Regions from separate parts of the Mus musculus genome. Here regions 2, 3, 4, 5, 6 and 7 are each linked to region 1. A link is a contact called in public promoter capture Hi-C data. All regions are on one chromosome and are shown on one strand. The core of a region is the stretch at or near the end of the contact, and the rest is flanking DNA. Distances in the headings are between cores, read along the strand shown.

What was found. Promoter capture Hi-C pulls out the DNA fragments that hold promoters and counts their contacts. Capture Hi-C pulls out chosen DNA fragments and counts their contacts.
Region 2: a contact with region 1 is called in a promoter capture Hi-C map of liver, with 5 times the contacts expected there. The contact joins the promoter of Chtop here to the promoter of Mrpl24 in region 1. A contact is called at or near these places in 5 of 39 promoter capture datasets (cranial neural crest, erythroid cells, liver and 1 more) and 2 of 9 other capture datasets (adipose tissue and liver).
Region 3: a promoter capture Hi-C map of liver shows a contact between it and region 1, with 6 times the contacts expected there. The contact joins the promoter of Slc27a3 here to the promoter of Mrpl24 in region 1. A contact is called at or near these places in 2 of 39 promoter capture datasets (liver and pre-B cells) and 1 of 9 other capture datasets (liver).
Region 4: a promoter capture Hi-C map of adipose tissue shows a contact between it and region 1, with 2.4 times the contacts expected there. The contact joins the promoter of Dennd4b here to the promoter of Mrpl24 in region 1. A contact is called at or near these places in 2 of 39 promoter capture datasets (erythroid cells and liver), 1 of 484 Hi-C or Micro-C datasets (B cells) and 2 of 9 other capture datasets (adipose tissue and liver).
Region 5: a contact with region 1 is called in a promoter capture Hi-C map of liver, with 8 times the contacts expected there. The contact joins the promoter of Gatb here to the promoter of Mrpl24 in region 1. A contact is called at or near these places in 2 of 39 promoter capture datasets (liver and neutrophils).
Region 6: a contact with region 1 is called in a promoter capture Hi-C map of liver, with 5 times the contacts expected there. The contact joins the promoter of Creb3l4 here to the promoter of Mrpl24 in region 1. A contact is called at or near these places in 4 of 39 promoter capture datasets (erythroid cells, liver and pre-B cells), 1 of 115 datasets of contacts at active chromatin or transcription factors (memory CD8 T cells) and 1 of 9 other capture datasets (liver).
Region 7: a contact with region 1 is called in a promoter capture Hi-C map of liver, with 5 times the contacts expected there. The contact joins the promoter of Rps27 here to the promoter of Mrpl24 in region 1. A contact is called at or near these places in 4 of 39 promoter capture datasets (erythroid cells, liver and pre-B cells) and 1 of 9 other capture datasets (liver).

Annotation. Positions count from the first base shown.
Region 1 is chr3:87,917,841-87,920,952 of GRCm38.p6, forward strand. It overlaps Mrpl24 (mitochondrial ribosomal protein L24), which reads left to right and starts at 1,704. Exons shown (of 6, transcript NM_026591.3): 1 at 1,704-1,865.
Region 2 is chr3:90,508,015-90,511,126 of GRCm38.p6, forward strand. It overlaps Chtop (chromatin target of PRMT1), which reads right to left and starts at 1,484. Exons shown (of 6, transcript NM_001293776.1): 1 at 1,177-1,484. S100a1 (S100 calcium binding protein A1) reads right to left here. Exons shown (of 3, transcript NM_011309.3): 3 at 3,020-3,112.
Region 3 is chr3:90,388,479-90,391,590 of GRCm38.p6, forward strand. It overlaps Slc27a3 (solute carrier family 27 (fatty acid transporter), member 3), which reads right to left and starts at 1,460. Exons shown (of 10, transcript NM_011988.3): 1 at 694-1,460; 2 at 212-421; 3 at 1-8. The coding sequence starts at 1,312. Ints3 (integrator complex subunit 3) reads right to left here. Exons shown (of 30, transcript NM_145540.3): 30 at 2,902-3,112.
Region 4 is chr3:90,263,796-90,266,907 of GRCm38.p6, forward strand. It overlaps Dennd4b (DENN/MADD domain containing 4B), which reads left to right and starts at 1,440. Exons shown (of 28, transcript NM_001356483.1): 1 at 1,440-1,766. It overlaps Crtc2 (CREB regulated transcription coactivator 2), which reads left to right. Exons shown (of 14, transcript NM_028881.3): 14 at 1-330.
Region 5 is chr3:85,572,658-85,575,769 of GRCm38.p6, forward strand. It overlaps Gatb (glutamyl-tRNA(Gln) amidotransferase, subunit B), which reads left to right and starts at 1,472. Exons shown (of 13, transcript NM_144896.4): 1 at 1,472-1,662. The coding sequence starts at 1,487. It also overlaps Gm3740.
Region 6 is chr3:90,241,736-90,244,847 of GRCm38.p6, forward strand. Creb3l4 (cAMP responsive element binding protein 3-like 4) reads right to left here and starts at 1,408. Exons shown (of 10, transcript NM_001307934.1): 1 at 1,283-1,408; 2 at 987-1,101; 3 at 476-710; 4 at 197-318. The coding sequence starts at 1,097.
Region 7 is chr3:90,212,122-90,215,233 of GRCm38.p6, forward strand. It overlaps Rps27 (ribosomal protein S27), which reads right to left and starts at 1,527. Exons shown (of 4, transcript NM_027015.4): 1 at 1,489-1,527; 2 at 1,072-1,180; 3 at 813-923; 4 at 546-632. The coding sequence starts at 1,494. The coding sequence ends at 604. Nup210l (nucleoporin 210-like) reads left to right here. Exons shown (of 40, transcript NM_029937.2): 40 at 1-30. It also overlaps a transcript of Rab13 not described here.

The DNA.
Region 1 (3,112 bases), core at 454-2,953:
TTTTAAAAAATCCTTTAAAGTAGCCGGGTGTGGAGGCGCACGCCTTTAATCCCAGCACTTGGAAGGCAGAGGCAGGCGGATTTCTGCGTTCTAGACCTGGTCTGAGTTGAGACTGGCCAGGACAGCCAGGGCTACACAGAGAAACTCTTGTTTCGAAAAACCAAAAACAACAACAAAAATAAACAACACCCACCCCCGTCTTGAAAAACCAAAAAAAAAAAAAAAAAAAAAGTCCTTTGAAGTTATCTGCAGATGTACAGCAAGCTTTGGAGTATGCATGAGACAGTATATATATAATCAGGGATGGTTGGAGATTCAGTTTCCTGTACATGTGTACTTCAGAAAAGAGAAACGGAGTATAGTCATGGGAAATACATGACTTTTGTCGAGACAGGTCACATATAGCCCAGGACACACACTAACTGTAGTGGAGGAGACCCGTTAACCGACTCTGCCAAGTGCTGAGTTCCAGCTGTAGACGTTCCTGATTGGTTTTTTGTTTTGTTTTGTTTTTGAAGTAGGATCTTCTTATTGGTCTCAAACTTAAAATTCTTTTGCCTCAGTCTCTTAAAAGTGTTGGGAAGAAGAGTTTGGTTCTTAGACCTTCAAGAGCAAGTCAAAATGTAGGGAGGAGAGGTTACCACTTAATGCTAGTTAGGTCGGTGACCACAGTCGGCTCTGAGTCCAAAGACAAGGTCTTAGCCAGGCATAATGATGCACACCTTCAATTCCAGCATTGGAGACAGGTGGGGAATCTGAGCTCTAGGCCTGCCCAGTCTGCATAATGAGTTCCAGGACAGCCAGAGTTTACATAGAACCTGTTTTTAAAAAATAAAAGGCTTTTAGGTAAGAATTACTGCTTTTAAGATAAATGTTTACTGAGCATGCAGTAAGCCTGGGATATGCAGTAAGGGCTGGGTTCAGTCTGGAGCATCATATAAAACCAGATTTGATGGTTAGCTCTCGCACCTGGGAAGGAACAGCAGAAGCCAACTAGCAAGTTTGAGGTGATCCTGGGCTACATGCACCACTCTCAGAAAACAAAAGCAGCTGAGAAGATAGAGCACTGTTGTTCTAAGTTCATCTTGCTGGGTTGCTGGTTTAGGGATAGGCCAGGTGAGGTTAGTTTGCCCACTAATGAAGTTTATAACATTACAAACTGTAGGGGAAAGCTGCTTCAAAGCTCGTAGTCATCAGCAAACTCAGGAATGAAAGGAAACATACTTAGTCTAATCAGAGCAGGAAGGTGAGTGGAGTCAAATAGCGAGCTGATAAAAGAGATCTGGTCTCTGCTAAATTTTGGTAGGGATGCCTGCCAGTCCACGGATGGTGAGAGGACAGGTGAACATGGTCGAAATCTTCCAGTACATTTCACACGAGTGATTGCTAATATAATATCACTCTTTTCTCTGAAAAGGCGGGGCATTTTTTTTTAATATGCCGCGTCCTGGTCCCTCAAGCAGAGAAGAGCCAGGACATAAAGGTGATCTCATCTGGAAATGGACACCCTTTGCTTTGAATTAGGAAGCCATAACTACCAAGAAAATGGAGCCATGTTCTCTGTGAACTACAACTCCCAGTGGTCTCCACGAAGAGCGCGAACGAACTTACGCAGCAAATTAGCATGTCTTTCGCCTTCAATTCCCGACATGCCTTTCCCAGTCTGGATTTCCTACGGTTGGCTAAATTTCCTGTTTCCTGTCCATTTTGTAGCAACGGACTAGAGTTCCCAGACGCTGGGAGGCTCGCTTCGGTTTTGTTTTGTTTTGAGCCTTCCTTTCCGCAATTTGACTACATCTCCCAAAAATCCGGTGGGTGGGGACTGCGGACGTAGAGAACGCACGTGGAAAGAAAGTTGCGGGGAGGTGAGGCTACTCAGCGACGGGGAAGGTCGGAAGGTGGATAAGCGAAGGGACTTCTTTTCCTAGTTTTAAACTGAGCCTTGGGCTCCTCTTTTGCTAGGACGTTGGAGCTATCCGCATATCGGGGTGAGTCTGACGAGGGAATTACTTGAGGCGGTGACCTGAGGACTTGTACTGAGAAGAAAGCCAGCCCCACCACGGAAGTGACACTAGCTAGCATCTAGGTTGTGTAGGGAACCAAAGGGAAAGATGGAGTGGGGGCCTGTCCGGGGCCTAAAGGAGTTTTTAAAACAAACAAGCAAGACCCCCCCCCCCCACACACACACACATACACACTTGTGATGCTGCATGCTAAGAGAGGGCAAGGTTTTCCTGGATCTTGCTGTTAGCATCCCTTACTGAGTTCTCAGTTTTCGACTTGTCAGGTAGTAGTTAGTGCTTAGTAATCGTGTATTTGATCTAGATAGAAATAGTCCCCGTGTTTCTCTAGCATCATGGTAACACTTGACTTTGCTCCCATCTCTTATCCTGAAATGTATAAAAAAAGGAGTAATAGTTCACTTATGCAAAATGCTTGCCTGTTATATGTGAATCCCCAAGTTTGATCACCAGCACCACACACACATACAAATCACAAAACATGATAAGATTATGGGCAACTTTTCATCGCTGTTGTTAGGCTTCTGTGAGATGCTATTTAGCATGGTACCACGCCAGTAGCAACTGTTTTAGAAAGCTTACTGCATGCTAGGCTAGCATTTTTACATTGAGCGTTTTTACTTTGTTGGTTTCATTCAGATAGGTTTCTCATTATAGCTCAGACTGATAATGTTTTTTTTTTTTTTTAAGATTTATTTATTTATTATATGTAAGTACACTGTAGTTGTCTTCAGATACACCAGAAGAGGGCACCAGCTCTCATTACGGGTGGTTGTGAGCCACCATGTGGTTGCTGGGATTTGAACTTCAGACCTTCGGAAGAGCAGTCGGGTGCCCTTACCCACTGAGCCATCTCACCAGCCCCGATAATGTTTTTATAAAGACGAAGGATATGTTTTGAAGAGCGCAGTAAGATGTGGTGGGAGGTGGTACCTCAGTGGGCATCTCTCCCCACCAAAGTACCAGCCATACAGTGGGTCTAGTATAGAATAAAGTTTATTTGGGGGCATGGGAAGGGAGTTGAGAAGGAAGTAGAGGTGAAGAAAGAGGGGACAGAGAAGGACAGACAGAAAGAGAAGAGGCCGGTCAGA
Region 2 (3,112 bases), core at 234-2,733, 2.6 Mb after region 1:
TAGTTCTTCTCAGCCTGGACTGTATGTGACTTAGCTGAGGAATGTTTGAAAAAAAAAAAAAAAAGAAAAAGTCCCTCCCAAACTAAACTAAATTCTTGATGCCTGGATCCAGACCAATTAAAGTACAATCTGGCCATGAGGATGGGGTACAGCAACTGGGATTGGGGGTGCTACCCAGGTACATCTTACATGTCTATAGAAAGTTGAGGGTCATGGATCTAGAGAAATGGAGGAGCTGGGAATATAGCTCCTCAGTAGAGTGCTTGTTTAGCACTGATGAAGCCCTGGGAAGTTCAATTCCCAGCAGCAACAGGGGAGTGGTGTAACAGTCTGAGGCTGTAACGGGTTACATTGTCACACTGTGAGGACCGGACTCTCATACACCCAAAATAAAAAGAAAAGCCTAGTTTCAAAATCGATTCTCAACTCCAAATGCAGGTGGAGCTCTAGTTAGACATGGCAGGGGAAAGACAGAAGAGGTTTTCTAAATGGGTATTCAATCTGAGAGCTCTGTTAAGAGCACACCACAATATTTTAACTGTAGTGGCATATACTGGGGAGGGGCTGAGGCAAGGGGGTCACAAGCTCAAGGCGAGCCCGGGTGATTTGACAGACCCTGTTTCAAACTAAGATTATTATTATTTTTAAAGCTGGAGATGTTAACTCGGGGCGCTAGTTTAGCCAAAGTACGATTTTGGGTTCAACTTCGGTGCCGCAAAAAAAAAAAAAAAAAAAAAAAAAAGAATCAAAATCGAACACCCAGAGCCGCCGCTAATTCCTGTACTCCTCATTTGACCTCCACCTCGAAGCCTCTCAGGACTCCAACTTTGATCAGGCGACTATTTCCGTGGTTATCCCCATCAAACGCTATTCTGGGGCGAGGCTTTGGCTCCGATGGAGGACGCTTATCTAGGTAAGCAAGACACTGGATTTGAGGCCAAACCACTACGACCAGCACCACCAGCACCAGCACCTGCACCAGACACGCCAACCACAAGCAGCACCCGCACGGCTAGCGGCCCAGCTCGCTGGCCGCGGTTCCGGCTTAGCCTCCGCCTCCCGGCTCCGCCCCCTCCCCGGCCTCTGCGCACCTCAGCCCGGTCCACACCTGCCACCCACGCCACCGGGCCCCGGACCCCGCGCCCCTCCACCTCTGCCCTCTCCACAGAAACTCACCGAAGGAGATGGACGCCAGCGCTCCTCCCGGGGTTGCCACCACGGCTGCGGCGGGCGGCCCGGAGGCCGGCCTAACCTGAGCTGACGGCGGGCCGCTCGGGTTAACTAGCTGGGCGGTTGGCTTAGATGCTTAAACGGTAGGATGTGAGGCTTCCTCGTTGTGGGTTGAGTATCTAGCTGACCGATCCTCCCGCTCGTCAAGCCTGCCCTTTCCTGCCTTTCGTCTGGGCCCCCAGAGCCGGCGCCGCCAACTCCCGCTTGGTGTCCAAAACAAAATGGCCGCCGGGCCCACCAGTGCAGCGTGACCGGCTAAAATGGCGCCGACGGGCTTGCGTCAGTGCGCGCGCAACTAGGGGCGTGGCAACATGGTCCTTTGGCCTAGCGCAAGAATCGCAGCGAATCCCCACTGACTTTGGCAAAGATCCCTTAAGTTACGTGTAGTGCTCCGCCTTCGGGGGCGTGGCCAGTGGCCGTAATCGCTAAGTACCTCTAGACTACCTTCTGGACAAGTTTATGCCCCACTTTGGTGGGATTTTTGGCTTGCAAATAGCAGCTTAGATTGGCAACAGTGTTTGTATCCTTTTATTTCCCATTCCCAAGCTAAAGACAACTGTAAAAAGTCTTTATTAGGACCTTGAGACCTGGCTAATTTGCTCAGGCCCTCAAACCTATTTGTAGAGTTTCTGTTTCTTTTTGAGGCAGGCTTCCTTTGTGTAGACCAGACTGGCTTCGAACTCACAAAGATCCACCTCCTGACCCCCCCTAACCCCGCCCCTCCCAGTACTGGGATTTAAGACCCACACTGGACTCATCTACATCCTTTTATAGGGACTGCCTCTAGAAGATGTGGCTAGTTTTAGGGTGGGTCTTTTTACCTCAAGTAATCCAATAAAGCAAATCTGTATCCCCACTTATGTATCCCTAGTTCTTACATAATGTCTAGCAATGATGAGGCATCAATAAACACTGAATGAAGCTTGGGAAAAAGTTCTTCTAGTAGTTTTTTGGTTTTGTTTTCTGGTTTTGTTTTTTTGTTGTTGTTTTTTTTTTTTTTTTTTTTTCCGAGACAGGGTTTCTCTGTGTAGCCTTGGATGTCCTGGAACTCACTCTGTTGACCAGGCTGGCCTTGAACTCAGAAATCTGCCTGCCTCTGCCTCCCGAGTGCTGGGATTAAAGGCGTGTGTCACCACTGCCTCTGGTAGTTTTTTTGAGACAGAGTCTCTATAATGTAGTTCTGGCTGTTCTAGAATTCTCTATACAGACCAGGCTGGGCTTGGACTCACAGAGATCCTCCTGCCTTTTACGTCCCAGGTGCTGAGCTGGTGTTAACTATGGTACGTGCCACCATTTCTAGCTTTCTTCAGATTTTTTAAAAAAGATTTATTTATTTATTATATGTAAGTACACTGTAGATGTCTTCAGACACACTAGAAGAGGGCACCAGATCTCGTTACGGATGGTTGTGAGCCACCATGTGGTTGCTGGGATTTGAACTCCGGACCTTTGGAAGAGCAGTCAGGTACTCTTACCCACTCAGCCATCTCACCAGCCCCACATTTTTTGATGGCTTGTTTATTTCTGTTTCTGGCTATGTAGTATGGGCTGGCTTGGAACTCAAAATCTTCCTGCCTCATCCTTCAAGTCCTGGTATTACCAATTACTCATACAAATCCTTGAGAAGCCAATGACACTTGGATTCCAGCTAAAATTTTCGGACCCCTACATTTCTGGGTTTTGAGTGTTCCTTAAATAAGGAACTAATGTAAACTTGACAAGATAAGGTGTTGGGAGTGAGCACCCCTTACTTCACACATAGCCATGCCCAGAGGGTACAGACATTGATAGCTGGTGAGAGAGAAGGCTTTATTAAAACAAGTGGCAGATCTGGACTGCCACTCTTGTGCCCTTGGTGCACGTCGAGACTGGGCAAGGATGG
Region 3 (3,112 bases), core at 210-2,709, 2.5 Mb after region 1:
GGGCAGGCCTGAAGGGTGGCAAGAGGGGCACAGTCAGGAAAAGGGTCTGAGCTGTGTCCTGGAAAAATAGGTATTTTGGGGACTGGAAGGAGAGAAGCTGTGCCTGGGATGGTGTCCAGGGTGATCTGAAAGTGACAAGCGTCCCAGTCCTCTCCCCAGACCTTGCCACCCTCTGCCTCAGTGTCTGAGAAGTATTGTATCCAGTCCTCACCAGTAGTGCCAGAGGTGAAGATGTACAGGCAGGTGTCCATTATGTTCTGGGGGGCAGAGAGGTACCCCGGCACTGGCTCATCCACTTGGTCTGCTGCTTCCGATAGCAAATTGCTGATTCCAGCTACATTAGTTTCAGGGCCCGTCGCCCATAGGTGGAGCCCCATGGCTCTCAAGGCCGGCAGGTCCGGCTCCAGGGACTCCAGGAACTCTACAAGGGTAGGCAAACCCAGCTTCGAGGTTCTCCAGCTACTCTAAAGCCTTCCATCACCTGGTTGGTTTGCTCTGTCCTTGTGCAATGCTCTAGGGTGAGGGTGGCAATGTGGGGATCCCACGTCTTGCCTGGGACCTGTAATCCGACGGCTTAAGAATTCTTTGGGTCTAGCACATCCCTCCCCAAACCCAGGCCTCTTTCTTATTCCCACTCACTTCTGCACCTCGGGTCTAGGGAGCAGGCGCGCCCTCTCTGGCTCGCAGCCTTACCTGTGGCCAGCACGAGCGCACTCGCACCGCAGCTGCGGAGGCAGTGCAGCAGGGGTCCTCGGCGTAAAGCGGTGGGCACAAAGGCCGTGCGCAGGCCAGCTTTGGCCAGTCCGAACCAAATCCAAAGGAAATCCGGGCCCGCTGGGAGGAGCAGCGCCACGGTCGCCCCGGGTGCCAGAGGGGGCGCGGTCGTCCCTCTAGCAGCCGCATCTCCAGCCGGAGGCGCCACGCGTGCGCCTTCCTCAGTGCTGCCCCTGCCCGAGCCTCGGCGGCCCCCGGTCCAGCCCCGTGCGCGCAGAAAGGCGCGAGCAATCCGGTTGCTCTCGCGCTCAGCCTCCGCGTAGCTAAAGCGCTGCGCGCCGTGGATGAGGAAGGTGTGTGTCGGCTGCTCCCGGGCCAGGTACGCGAGACGCCAGGCCAGACTGCACCCGCTCTCAGAGCTTTCGGGGTCGGCGGCCGCTGCGGCCAGCGCGCGTGCTCGAAGGGCCCTTTTGCAGCGGAGGGCGCGAACTGTGAAGGCCAGGTCGGCCGGCAGCCAGCGCAGCTGAGGCCAGACGTCTAGCTTCAGCAGCAGAGGCAGGAGCAAGAGTAAGGGCAGCAGCAGCAGGAGGGCCGCCATGGTGCCCTTTTCCTCTAGTCCGTCCCAGCAGCTCACACACACTCCAGGTGGTCCTTCCTGAAACACTAAGCCAGCTTTGGTCCGGCTCGGACAACCTTTCTTCCCGGGAACGTGGCGCGCGTGCGCTGGCACCCGCCCTTCCCACCCAGCTTCTGCGGTGTGGCGCGGGAGCCAGGAGTGCGAGAGTCGGGGGCGGCCCGGCCCTCCCCACAACCCAGGCCCCGCCCTAGGCGCACACGCTCCGGAATTTGACCGCTGGTGGCCAGCAGCCTGTCGGGTCCAAAGAGGTGCCTACCCTCCAACCCCACAGCTGTGCATTTTCATGGCCACCTAAGCTATTGGCTGGCTTATAGTCCTGGTCCTGGAGCCATTCAATCCTTTGATTGTTCTTTGTCACCCATGATGGGATGGTACCACTGCTCTCTTCCTAAGGCGACTGAAGAATCTGGCCCCTGGCCAGGTCGGGTCTGCAAGTCTGGGCAAAACAGCTGCCTCCAGCTACCAGCAGCAATAGCAACCCCCCAGGGAATGGGTGGGGGAGCCTGAGAATTAAGTTACGGGAAAGGTGGAGGCCAATCTGCCAGACTTGTGAAGGGAAGCCCTTCATTTTAGGCAAGGATACAATAATTGGGACCAGGCAGCAAATGTTTCCCATCCTGGTTTTAATCGGTGCAGTGGAAACTGGGGATGGGAAGAGGAAGAAAAAAGAGGCCTCTTGGTGGTTTAGAGTTTCAAAAGTAGTGGCTTTAAAAGAGCATGGATTCTCAGAAGAGGAAAATGTCCAGGCTGAATCAATGGAGTGTGTGCACTAAACCTAGCCTTTACCTCTCCTCAGCAAGGCATCGAATGTCCCTGGACAGGGAAGCTGAAAGCATGATCTGGGACTATCCTCTGCTGCTATATGGGGACAGTAAGCAGTCAGACTGGAAGAGCGTCTCCTGCCCTGGCATTTGAGCTTTCATCCTCTCTCCTTCAAAACTCAACGTAGAGCACCCTTCCCTGCCTAAACCCCTGGGAACAGTGCACTTACTAAAGTGAGGGGCGAATGCTGGCTTTGGAGGATATGGAGGTCTTAGGTGTGTGGATTATGTGCACGCTTGAGTGCACTTGTGTATTCATGGGGTGGAGGCCCAAGGTACAAGTCAGGAATCCTAGATCACTCTCCACCTCATTCGTCAAGGTAGGCTCTCTCAGCTGAACCCTGAGCTCACTGATAGCTAGCCAGCCATCTGACTCCAGGGACCCAGTCTCTGCCTTCTGAGCTCTGGGATCATAGGCAAGCCACCATAGAACTCTGGTCCTCATTCGTGTGTGGCAAGTTTTTTATCTACTAAGTAACCCCTCCCCTCCCCTTCCCACCCCACCCCACCTCCTAAAGATGAAGTTCCCGAGAAGCAATGGGCAAGGCCAGCCAGCCTGCAGGGAGATGGTGCCAGCATCAGCTTCTAAGTGGAAAGGTTAGATGTCTGACTCACTCTAGTGGGAAGGATCTCAGATCAAAGCCAAGTCCCTCCTGGAGACATTGTGTAGTGGGGAGAGGGGTACAAGTTAAACAGAGGCGCCTATATACACAGGACGAACAGAGATGTCAACTCAGGCACAAAAGATGTTCTGGCTTGTTTCATTATCACTTAAAAACAATTTAAAACTCGATTATCTTTGCCAAAAGAAAAAGCAAAAACAGAACCACAGAAAATCAGGCCATCTGACAGTTCTGAGGAACTTGCCTCCAGGACTCCCCTGGGCTCTGGCTCAGCTTGAAGTGCCAATGCCGGGCCAACCCAAGCATCCCAGGTGCAG
Region 4 (3,112 bases), core at 190-2,689, 2.3 Mb after region 1:
TTTTCTAATATGAATGAAGGATCCTAAAACTGAGGAAAGGGAAGGGGCTTGGCCAGGTGGCCCCTGAATGCTGTATGTCTGGTGGGCTTGGGGGAATTCAAGGGAGGGCCTAAAAGCACTTGTAACTTTGAAAACCGTCTGTCTGGAGGTCAGAGCCTGTTGGGAAGCAAGGTGTAGAGGGAAATCTTGGAGAGAGGGCTTGTCCAGAAGGGATGGGCACTACCAGCCCCTCCCTATTTCTCTTCCCCTTGCAATGGAAGAGAGAGCCAGAATGGATATTATTTTTTATTAAATATATTATATGTTAATAAAAAATCCTATTAAACCTTTTGTGTGCTTGGCTATTTGGTACATGGCTGGGGACCTAAGGAGGTTTGGTGCCATAGGTTCTTTTGTGTTGCATTTTTGTTTGTTTGTTTTTTGACAGGATTTCTCTTACATAGGGCAGACTACCTAGAAGTCACACGTGCCCGTTGGCACCTTGGCTTCCTTAGTGCTAGGGCTACGGGTGTGCGTTAATCCTCTCAGAACTTTTGTGCTTGTGCGGAAGCACCATTCTCAGATTTAGGTCCCAAACTGGATGTATCCTAAAGCCTATACAGACTTCACCGAGGCAGCAGGAAGTCACCTTATGTGCCCTTGTTTGTTTAAGGCCCTGCCTGCTGCAGCATCAGGGGATGGGGCACCGTGACTAGCCTGACAAGTTACTCTTCTGAAGCCCTGGGTAAGGAGAGGCTGTTGTCCCAAGTCACAGTTGTTTCTGTTAGAAAATCCTCCCCTCTCCTGGAGGAGGCTATTGCCAGTGTTGATGCTTCTAGAGAGAAGTAAGCAGGCCTAGCTGGCTTACTTGGTTTATGTTTGGGGGACCTAAGCAATCTCATGTTCTGAGGACTGTATGTCGATTCATCCATTTCACTGCTCCATTTGGGTTTAACGCAATAGATCCTTGGGAGACAACCATGTTCCACGAAGGCTTTGTTAGACTTCACCCAGCATAGTGAAAGGAGTGCTACACCTCCACTATTCGGCTTCATGCCTTTCTTCCTCTTTTTCAATGTTCTTGTCATTTCTCGAAAGAAGAACTGAGAGTTTCTGGCTCTGGCCAGTGGGTTCTAAACGTGGAAGTGGGGAGTCACCTGGGTTTCCCAGGTCTAGGTCTTCAGGGCCTTCGCTGTGGCACAGTGGCCACATCTGACGGTAGGGCAGGACAGGAGCACCGACTCTGACTTCGGGGCCATCTGGGGTCAGTGTCTTGCTTTTTCCTCCGGGTGGTGGGAATCCGCTTGGTTGCAGGGGGCCCTCCCAGCCACCAGGGGTCGCACTGCAGGCGGCAGGGTGTTGGGCCGGCGCTAGCCAGGGTCACGGCCGCAGGCCCGGGTGTGTGGGGGGGGGCAGAATAGCGGAGGCGCCCGCGGCTCCTGGGGGGGTGGGGGGCGGGTATGAGTGGAGAAAGCAGGGCGCGTTGAAGAGCTTGGGGTCCCCAGCAACGTGGGAGCCGGGAGGACCGCGCGGCTGGAACTAGCGGTGTGGTGTGGCAGCAGTCCCCGCGTGGCGCAGCGCGCGGGGACGCTGGGACCGCCCAGATCTTCTTCCACCGTGCCCGGCGCCCTCGGCTGCTGCTTCTTCCTTCAGCCCGGGCGCGAGCGGCTCCTAAGTCGAGTGCGCCATGTCCGGGGCTGGATAGCAGCCCAGCCGCCCGCCGGCCCGCCAGCCCGCCCTCAGAGCCACCCGCCAGCGGGCCGGCTGGGGAGTCCCAGGGCAGGCAGGTAGGGGCCGGACCGGGCGGGGCGGCGGGCGGGTTAGGGCGGGCGGAGGGCGGGCGGCTCCAGGGACTGTCCCCAGCTGTTCTACGCTGCGCATCTGGTTCCGCTTCCTCCCTCCCAGAGAAGTGAAAGTGGAGGGGAGGGCGCAACCCAGAGCTAGCTAGCTGTGCTCGACATCCTACAACCTGGAGCTCCCGCGGGCGCTCAAGCCAGAGCACCCCTCCTTCCCGCCTGGGTCACGCGGCTGCTGGCGCTGCTGCCGTCACGTCCTCGGCAGTCCCCGCGCGCGCTTCTCTCGGCCCTCCGGCCTCTTGCTCAGCCACCTCCCCCGCGCCGCGCCCTCTGCCCTAGCCCCGACTTCCCGTCATTCGGCATGTGGGCGTTGGGACCCAAAGTGGCTCCAGTGCCGTTGTTTTCCCCCAAGGGAGAAGGGGCTGCATTCTATAGGACTCTTCCCTGGCTGGATAAGGGAAGGCCTGGACACACAAGTCCTGTTGATCCGGGACCACCCACTTGCCTATAGAGGGTCTCATCTAACGGCTTTTGCCTACTGTCTGGAGCACAGAACTACTATTGGCCTGCAGTGGATGAGAGAGTGAGCTGTGTCCTGGAGTTAAATCAGGAGGCTGACGCTGACTCCTGGCTTCACCTCTCAGATGTAGAGAAGCTCAAGCTAAATTTAGCTTGAGTTGGGGCATGTGTGTCCAGAGGCCAGGTTGAGAAGACAGTCGGTTTGGCTCTAGTTCTCTGAGGAAGAGCGGGAGGTTAAATAGACTGTGCATCCTGGAGACACTAAAAGCTTCCCTGCCTTGCACAGGACCCTTAGTGGGAGGTCTGCGTTGGTCTGATGCTGTGCTGGCACCTTAAACAGTACTATCCCCCCCGCCCCCCCAGCGATACCACACACCCATAGGCTGACTTATGCTGAGCTAGCGACAGCTTCCCCTTCGCAGCCATTTCAGGAAGTAGCCTCCCTTCCCCTCTGAAGCACTCTCTCAGCCTCTAGCCCCTTGCAAGCTACCCGCCAGGCTTCTTCCCACCTTCAGCACCCTGGGGCACCTCAGGACTCTTGGGGCTTCCACTCCCCAGGGTCAGGCCATGGAGGCAGGTGAGATAAGTTACCAATAGGCTGTTGTGGCCCCGATTCTGTCTTGGGCTGGGTGGCGCGGGCATGGCATGACTGGAGCTGACTCCTACAGTCCCTTTGTGCCTAACTACAGACACCTAAGGATCCTGGAGATGGGAAAGTCCTGGTTGCTTGGCCAACTAGGTAAAGTTAAGCTAGGGAAAAAAAAGGATACTTGAAATCTGATGAGCAGAAGCTAAATCTTGGGTTTTGTAAGCCTTCC
Region 5 (3,112 bases), core at 222-2,721, 2.3 Mb before region 1:
GTTTGGCCCTGCCTCTGCCCTGTCGTTGCTGATGTAGAGCTTTGCCATTGACCCTGTCAGTCACTACGCCATCTTACCCCACCAAAACCCGCCTCCCTATGTTCCAAACTTATATAAGCAAGAGGCTGACTCCATAAAGTTGAGTTCCTGCTTCAACAAGACTCCCAACTCTGTGTGTTTCTTTTGGGCCGTTGACACTCGCCATCCTGCTCAGCCCTGGAGAGACCCCAGAGGGACAGGGACCTCTCTCCTCTGTCCTGGACCTGTCAGCAAGGAGCAGGTACAGAACCTCCAACTCTCGATCAGGTCCCTCAATCTCACCTTGCACATCTCCCAGAAACATATGTTTTACTTTACCCTTCACCACTACCCCAATCTGTTATTGCGTTTCTAAAGAACATACCCTCTCAACAGCCCCCATTTGTCAAATACATTCACTGCACTGTACTACTTCATATATTCTTGAGGCGCCTACTCTGTACTCTGGAAATACTATGGTAAATACCAGACAAGGATCCATTGAAATCAAAGATAGCTGTTAAGACTATGTTGACAATTAAAATCAGGCAATGAAAGTAAGAACTATTGTAGACTAAGTTTTCAAATAAAAAAAAAAATCACCTGGAATTTCAACAAGGGATATGAAAGGCTCTGCTTGGTTTTGCCTTCCTGAGGGTGGGACCTAGCATCTCTACATGGTAGGCAAATGCTGTACCACTGAGGGATATGCCCAGTCCAAGATGAGTTCTGAAGTCAAACAACAAAAGAAATCCATTGAGGTGATGTCTTTTTTTCTATCAAAGCTTTCTAACACAAGAAATTGTTTCAGATGTTGGCTAAGAAAAATAGTAAGTAAAAAGCACATAAAAGTTTAAAAATTTTTTTCGGACATGAAAACAATTTTTAAAACGTTTTTCTGTATGGTTCCTCTCCCTAAAATGTCAATTCTTTAAAATATAACATCCCCAAAGTCTTTCTTTCTAGCATATCAATGCTGCCTTATTATTGAACTAGGTATATATAGCAGGCATGCAAATAAGTATCAGTTGAAATAATGCACAAATTTGTGTGCGAGGTGTGCGAGCAAGACAGAAAAAATAAAAGCGTTGGAGGGTCCAGGAAGCCTTTGTGGTAATGTTAGGGTCATTTGTTTCAACTCACGGGCTTAAGCTGAGTATAAAATCCTTGGTGAGGCTTCCTTGCTTGGCGCTCCCTCAAAGAGCTGTCAAAGTACACACAAGCTCTACCGCCACAAAGCTCTCCAACTCCCCGCTAGGAGGAGTCACACAGGACCCACCAACCTTCCCACTTCTTTGGTTCCGCCCCTCCCTAACAAAGTTCCGGCAGCCTTTGAATTGGGTTGCTGGGAACAGTAGTCTTCCGGTCAAGAGCTACACGGGTTGTGGCGCATTGCCAGAACTACGCTTCCCAGGGAGCCTCGCGGCAGAGGGAGGGTGGGTCACCTGACCGGGACTTCGGCGACGCTATGGCGGCGCCCATGCTGCGCTTGGGTTTCCCTGGAAGACGCTGGGCTTTAACATGGCTAGATGGCGGTTCCCGCCACCGAAGTGGCTCTCAGACTGGGCCCACATCCAACTGGGCTAGGAGACAGAGTTCAGTGGCTCAGCCTTCCCTCCACACGGCTCAGAAGCCGAGGAAAGGGTATATCTTCTTCGTACTTTTGCCTGTCTCGTGGAAGTGCAGAACGAAGATAATGGCCCCGGCAGCCCAGCCTGAGGGTTTTAGTGTGCTGGAGGGTGGTCACCTGTGTTATGGGCAACTGAACCTAAATGAAAACACAAAACCAGGCCTGCCACCTTCAGCCTCACACTTAAAACTTCTGTCTTAAAGTAGGCATATTTGGACAACGTGCGAATGTAAAATAGCGTTTCCTCCAGTCGTCTTCTCAGACAGAAGACTGGAATACTTTGCCCTACTAACTCGTGTGGGGTCTGCGACACTAGACTCTGGCTCGTATGTAGCGGGCATTTGGCGTCACTACAGGCTAGCAATAATTTAAAGACAGAAAATAGCCGTTGTACAAAGCCCCAGATAGGAGAGGTCTTATTAGTCAGAAAGCACTAGCTATCTGTGGTTTTATTGTGGGCATATTTGTCTAGACCCCAGGAGGATGTTAGTCGACTGACGAAATCTTTCCCCGATTATATAAAGAATTGCTTATGTTGTACAGCAGTTAGTTGCTTCCGTGTACATGATTTAAAGCTTCTTTTAAAATACAGCAACAAGGCAATTTTTAAAAAAGTTTTGTTTTGTTGAGGTTGGCATTCTTTTTAGCATTTCAGTGAAGAAGAGAAGAAAAATGTCCAAAATCATCACCTTTCTATTCTCTTCATAAACTAGACTATTTTCTTTCCACGAAATGAAACTGCAGAAATACTTCGATTAGCAATTAGAACATGCAGAATTTCTGAATTTCTTAGTTTATTTCCTCTCTCTTGAAAGCTTTATTATCAAATTTTAGAAAGAAGGAATTAATCTTTTCTCATTCCTTCATCTGTTGAACTGCTTAAAACAAAACTGAATGCACATGAATTAAAATCTGACTAATATAGAAAATGTCTAGGGAGAAGTGAAGACTAGGAACATACATAGGAATAGAGAATTTAATTCCCCAAAGAGAGTGGAGTACTGGCTCACCAGAGTAGGGCTGTTCAGATAAGAGACAGTATATCACTGTAAGCATTTACAAAGATTTGCTAGCAGTGAAGTATGAACAAATGAAAAAAATTTAAGTTTAGATCTCAAGAACTGGATGGGACTTGGTGGATGAAAACAAAGTTTCCTCTAATGGTTTTCTGTTCTTTTTCACGGGTTTTAAGGAATACCATATTGTGGTAGTCTATGGTATCTGATCCTGCTTCTGTAGCTACAAGCTCTTAACAATGAACTCAAAATATGGGCGATAATTTATTCTTTAGCCATCATTTCTCTAGAACTAGAATCCTGGCATTTGTATTAAACCCAAATAATGATAAGATAAGCTTTTATTATTTACTGAGTCATTTACTTAGTGTTTATTAACTAATAAGGTACATTTAGTTTATTCACCAATAAAATGACACATTTTAAAATATAAGCATATAAAATTTTA
Region 6 (3,112 bases), core at 158-2,657, 2.3 Mb after region 1:
CCCCTATAGTTCTCCAGCCCCTACACTTTCCGGCTCTTAGAATTGCTTGTTTCTCCTTGGCCTTCAAAACCACTGCTACCAAAAGTGGGGCAAACCAGTTCCTCATTAGTGTCTCCTCCCTTTTCCCCCATGCCCCCACTCATATGAGGGCATGTATACTGGGGGAACATCAGTTCTGGTTGGCGTCGAGACTTACCATGGCTGCAGGAGGTGCTGGGGCTCTGGTGCTGACCCTAGGCAGGATATGTCTATGCGAATCGGAGGGCAGTCCACTGACTGTGCATGCATCAGGGACCATAAGTGCAGGGGTCCACTGATCTGAAAAAAGATACAGAGACTGGGACAAAGGAGTCAGAAGGCTGTGGTAAGGGCGGGGACTGGGCAGTGGCACAGTTTGGGAACCTTCTCCCCTTAATCTCACCACCAGGGCTGGGCCTGAAAGGGGCGTTGCCCTATTTCCAAAAAGTACACTGACCTATCTGAATAGAGATGAGTCCGAAGGTTGGCCCAGCTTCCCGCTGAGTTCCCTGTAGGGTCCCTGAATCATAGACAACCTCATAGAGGGCAGGGGAACTGGAAGCCTGTTGGGCAGGGGAGCCAGGATCTTCAGAGACCCCACTGTCCCTACCAGGAGATGTTTCTGAGCAGTGTATCATATTGGGATCGATAAAGAGGTTCAGGAAATCGTCAGGTTCACTCTTCTGAAGGCCCTATAGGAGGAGAGGGTACGCATGTCTGCAAAGAAGTACCTTGACAGTCTTACCTGACAGTAGTCTTAGATCCTTAATGCTTCAATGCTATCCCTTCTTGGACATAGGAAGAGTAACAATACGCGTCTATTTCGTGGGCTCTATTATGAGAACTCTTTCTTTGTGACGACTTAAGGCTTCTAGTCAGAGTTCTCTCAACCTAACTCCCACTTCCATTGAACAGCCTGGGCTACAGCCCCTACTCATCTCCCAGCTTTGCAGCCCCTGTTCTTGTACCCTGGTCACCGGGACCTTTGACGCGGGACCGTTGAATCCCAGCTCCAGGAAGGATCCCGTCGAGAAGATATCTTCTGGGGGTTCCAGCAACTCAGGGCACCCGAGCTCCATGTTTCTGCATGGGAGGGAAAGTTATAAGGAAGGTGGTGGCTGCCCTCGCCTCTGAAGCTACGGGCTCCTCGGCATTTTCTCCGTTAGTTACTCTTTTCCTCTGCTCTCATGAGGCAGCCCCTCGGAGGAGAACACACTTCAGGCCTTATCTTTGGGTTCAGAAAAATAGCCCCACTGGGTATTACCTGTTTTATTCTCTTTAGTTGTTGTTCGGAGAACTTTGCTCTGCCAAACCAGCCTAGCCCGCTGAAGCCCCAAACACTACACCTTTTCTTTCCACCAGGATCTGTATCCTGGTCCTGCCCAATCAGGCCCCGCCCACTACGCTGTCCGTGGAGTTTGGGGTAGGAAAGGGTGGGGGAAGGGAGAGGGTTGGGTTGCACCTGGCCAGGAACCACTGTCGGGACCTGCATCTGGGAGTAATATTAAGACACTGTCCATGTGCAAACAGAAATAAAACTATAGGTACCCACACCCTTTCTGTCAGTTTTCTCAGTGCTAGTAGATCTTGCTGCGGGCTTGATGTCTCGTCAGCAAAGAGTTGAGATAGTAGTGACTGGTACACAGGATTCCCAGGTGTCTGTTTCGAAGCCACAATCTTTACAAGTGGGAGACCCATCTCAGGGTAGAGAAAGAAACCAAGATTTTGAAGGCATCCTCCATCCCAGCTCCGGCCCCCTGCGCCACAAGGCATTCTTCCACTGGTGAATCCTAATTGGGCATTGAAGACTTAGGACCGGGTTTCTAGCCAATGGCTGACTATCTCGAGGCTCACGCCCTCGCGGTTAGCAACAATAGACCAGCAGAAAAGAATCCCAGAAGTAATTTGGCAGGGCTCCGGGTTCCAGCCAGAGGCCCCTACTTATATTGTAGGAAAGTTGAGCTAAAGCTTCCGTGCTGAGGGTAGGAACCGCACAGAGGTTGTTTGGGTTTGAGTTTGTTTACCTCGTGGTTCTGAGGCCCCAAGTTATTACTTAGGCAGACCTGTAGCCTGTGGACCAGGATTCCACTTTCTGGCAGCTACCTGTGCAATCGGCCTATGTGGATCCAGGAACCGGGTTACACATTGCTGCACTTTGGGGACCCTGCTAACCCATGCGGGGGGACACAGGACAGGGAAACTGCCATACATTAGCCAAACATTTACTTTTGGTTTGAAATCTTATTGTTTCCTTAAACTATTAGTTTTATGTATAGTTTTGTGTTTTGAAACAGGAGTGAGGAGGTCTCATTTCTCAGGGTGGCCTCCTGAGTAGCTGATACTGTATCAGTGTAGCTTGAAACCTGTTTCAGAGGTTGTGTGGGAGTGCATGCCAGTAATTTTCATGCCCAAGAGGCTTACCAGAAGTGTCTCTGCTGCCAAGGCCAGCCTGGGCTACATAAGATCCTGTTTCAATTAATCCCAGCATTCAAGAGGCAGAGGCAGACTGCTCTGGCCTCAAGGTCTACAAAGTGAGTTCCAGGACAGCCAAGGGTACACAGAGAAACCCTGTCTTGAAAAAAAAAACCAAAAACCAAAACAACAAAACCACAAACAAAAAAACCCAAAAGTACCAATTATCTATTCAGTGATGTGTCCAATAAGTTCTATTTTTCTTACCTCACACTTACAGCTGCCTTCTTGTCAGAAAGTATCAGATGGTGGAACAATATTAAAGGAGAGTTGGAGGAGAGCTGATGAAAATGAGGCTTTAATTTTGAGCTGTTTGCTTGTTCATTTTTTTTTAAAGCAGGATTTCATTGTTTATTCTGGCTTGTTCATTAGTTTTGTTTTTTTGAGGCAAGGTATCACTGTGTGTTCCTAACTTGTTTGTCTGTTGTTGTTTGGGTTGGTTGAGGCAGGGTCTCACTGGAGTTGTGAGATCATTATAATTTCCTTTTCCTTCCTCCTTTCTCTTTTCTTTTAGTGTAAGGGCAGACACTCACAGGCAGTAGAGGGGAGATGGCTCACGTGCCACTCACTGATCACCATGGAGGCCAGAGGACAGCTCTCAGATGTCAATCTTCTCTTTTAA
Region 7 (3,112 bases), core at 277-2,776, 2.3 Mb after region 1:
AAGTATAAATAAAAGCTCCTAGGTGGTTAAGTCACGTGTGTAAAGATTACATTTCTGAGGCTGGATTCCCGAAGCCCTCGGTGTCTGTCTGTTCCTAGCACCACAAAAACCGCAACAGCAGTACACACCTACAATGCCATCACTTGACAGGTATCCTGTCACATACACTTGAAGCTACCTAAGGCCATCTCAACAACACACAGAAAAACAGTAACCCTCTGCTTCTCAGGCACTGGGATTAAAGCAGCCTGGGTACCATTATCCCTAAATAAAGACAGTCCCCACTGTCACACACCTTTGTATGACACAATGTTTCCAATAACCATTGCTAAAAGTTACTACCAAAAAGACATAGAAGAGTAAGCCCAATTATACACTATCACCAGTTTTAAACCATGGTCTAAGATTTATACAGTGAATCTAGATAAAAATGCCCCCAATGGACTCTAGGTGTTTGGCCACTTACTTGACCCCAAAGGGACCACTCTTCTGTTTGCCCTGGGATATGTGAGGCACCACTTGCTACCAGTTAAACAAGACAAACATTATATATCCAAAACGTGTTTATTGGGAAGGTTCCCACTCATCTTCAATCAGGGGCTTTCAGTGCTGCTTCCTCCTGAAGGAGCATCCTGGAAGAAAAAGATGCAAACGTTACTTCTGCCTGCCACTGACCCTGCCTCATCTGCAGAGTGCTAAACCTTCCTAACAGGAGTGCAGCTGGCTTTACCAGCCGGAAGCCTTGCATTCTACTCAGCCTTTCACCTTAGGACCCCAAAGCCAAACAAAACCCCAACACTGAGACCACTCACCTTCTGTCAGCCTTGCTTTTCCACCTGTAGGCTGACAGAGGACAGTGGAGCAGCCAACACACAAGACTACCGTTTGTGCATGGCTAAAGACCGTGGTGATTTTATAGCATCCTGGGAAGAAAAAAAAAGAGAAGAAAAATGTTAACTTCTTTTATTCCTCTCCAAGTTACCACTTCTGAACTCGTAATAAAATCAAAAATTAAGTTACAACCATTAGTACAGTTTAGTTTTCCCGCACAGCTGAAAACCACTTCCTTACCTGGGCATTTCACGTCCATAAAGTAGGAATTGGGGCTCTGCACCAGGCGCTTTTTCTTGTGTTTCCTCTTCTCCTCTTCTGGAGAGGGATGAAGGAGATCCTTTGCGAGCTAAAAGGGGCAGAAATGCAAAGACTTAGAAGGTAATGGAGGAAAGAGATGATGGGAAAGAGCCCCCACTGGCACACACCGAGGAGAACTCGCCCCTCGCCGCCCCTGGTGTCTGCGTAGCTGGGCCGCCATCTTATCTCCTCTCCGCTCCCGTCTACGCGGCTGACCCGTGGGCCGCCGCGGCTCTGGTTACTGTCCTAAGAGACGCAGAGCGCACATGTGGACCCTGTAGGACCCGCAATTAGCGCAAGAGGACCGTGCGGACCCAAGAGCGAGTTCTCTGTCGAAACCTGGACCAAGGAACTCACAGGCATGTTCTCGTAGGGAGGTCGTCACCGCCGGAAAGGAGCGAAAGCGGAAATCCTGTTCCTTATATCTGATATGGGACAGGAAGTGACGAGCCGTGTTGCTTCGCCATCTTCGGAAGGTCTTCTACTCTGTTCGAATGCAACGGAATGCCCGTTGACTGCCATTTGTAGAAGGTCCGTAAAGGCTCCTCGCGTCGCGGGCGCGTAGCCATGGTGAGAGAGTTAGCTTCTATTTTGAGTTCAGAATTTAGCTGCTGTGGCGAGAAAAATGGATACTTTTTTCTCACGTAGTTTCCGACTACGCTTTGACAGCTGGAGTGTGATGGGAACATCACAGGTGAACACCAGCGAGAAGCTTTTATCCATGACATTTTTAGTTATTGATAGTCTTTACCATTTTCCAGTTGGTTTGATTTACGCTGATTAATAATTCTAGACGTAAATAGGTTTTTTTTTTTAAAAAATGAGATACCTGCTTGAAGCTGGGGGTGTACTACGCTGGTAGGTAGAGTGCGTGCTAAGAATGTGCAAAGCGTAAACTGGGCAGGGCGCAGTGGTGCTGTCAGTGGCTCAAGGCTGGAATCTCAGAACTTCAGAGGATGAAGCGGGAGGACGAGGAGTTCAAAATCATTCTAGGCACTGGGCTTCCTAGCAAGTTTGAGGTCTGAGTGGACTACAGGAGACCCTGTCTGAAAAAACAACAAAATCAAATCCTGTTCATATTTGCTCCACTGCAGCTAACCCTATTGTTTACCTTTATTGTTTTGTTGTTGCTGCTGTTTTCCAGTGCTAAAGATAGAGCCCGACTTTGTATTCTTACAATTCTTTACCTTTGAGGAATAAAATCAAATATCCTTACACCACTTGACACGTGCATTGCTTTTAAAGTGCTAATTAAAGGCCAGACGAGGTTGGTCACACCTTTATCACTGCATTCTGGCAAAGCATGGAAGAGACTGAGTTCTGGCCAGCCTGATCTAGCAAGTTGTAGGACAGCCAGAACTACAAGAGATGTCTCTAAAAACCAAATCAAAACAAAAAGTATGTTATTTAACTATGGAGCTGCTGTAACCATTACCACATTGTACAAATTTGTGTGTTTGCTGCTCAACACAGAGGCAGGTGGATCTCTGAATTCAAGTGTCTATAAATAAAATAATAAATAAATAGTCCATGCTTAAATGAATGCATGTTGATTTTGGATTTTGGCAATATACATGGCAGAGATATCTTGGGAAATAGATTCTAGGTTTAAAAATGAAATTCATGGCCAGGTGTGGTGGTGCACGCCTTTAATCCCAGCACCTGGGAGGCAGAGGCAGGCGGATTTCTGAGTTCAAGACCAGCCTGGTCTACAAAGCGAGTTCCGGGACAGCCAGGGCTACACAGAGAAACCCTGTCTCAAAAAAAAAAAAAAAAAAAAAAAAAGAAAGAAAGAAATTCATTCCTTTTCCTAGACTGAAAATAATTTCTTATAATACTTGTACATCTGCAATTTATCATGTGAGCAGAAGTATGAAAATGCAGGGGATGAGGGGGGAGGCAGGGACAGGGTTTCTCTGTGTAGCCTTGGCTGTCCTGGAGCTCACTCTGTAGACCAGTCTGGCCTTGAAATCAGAGATCC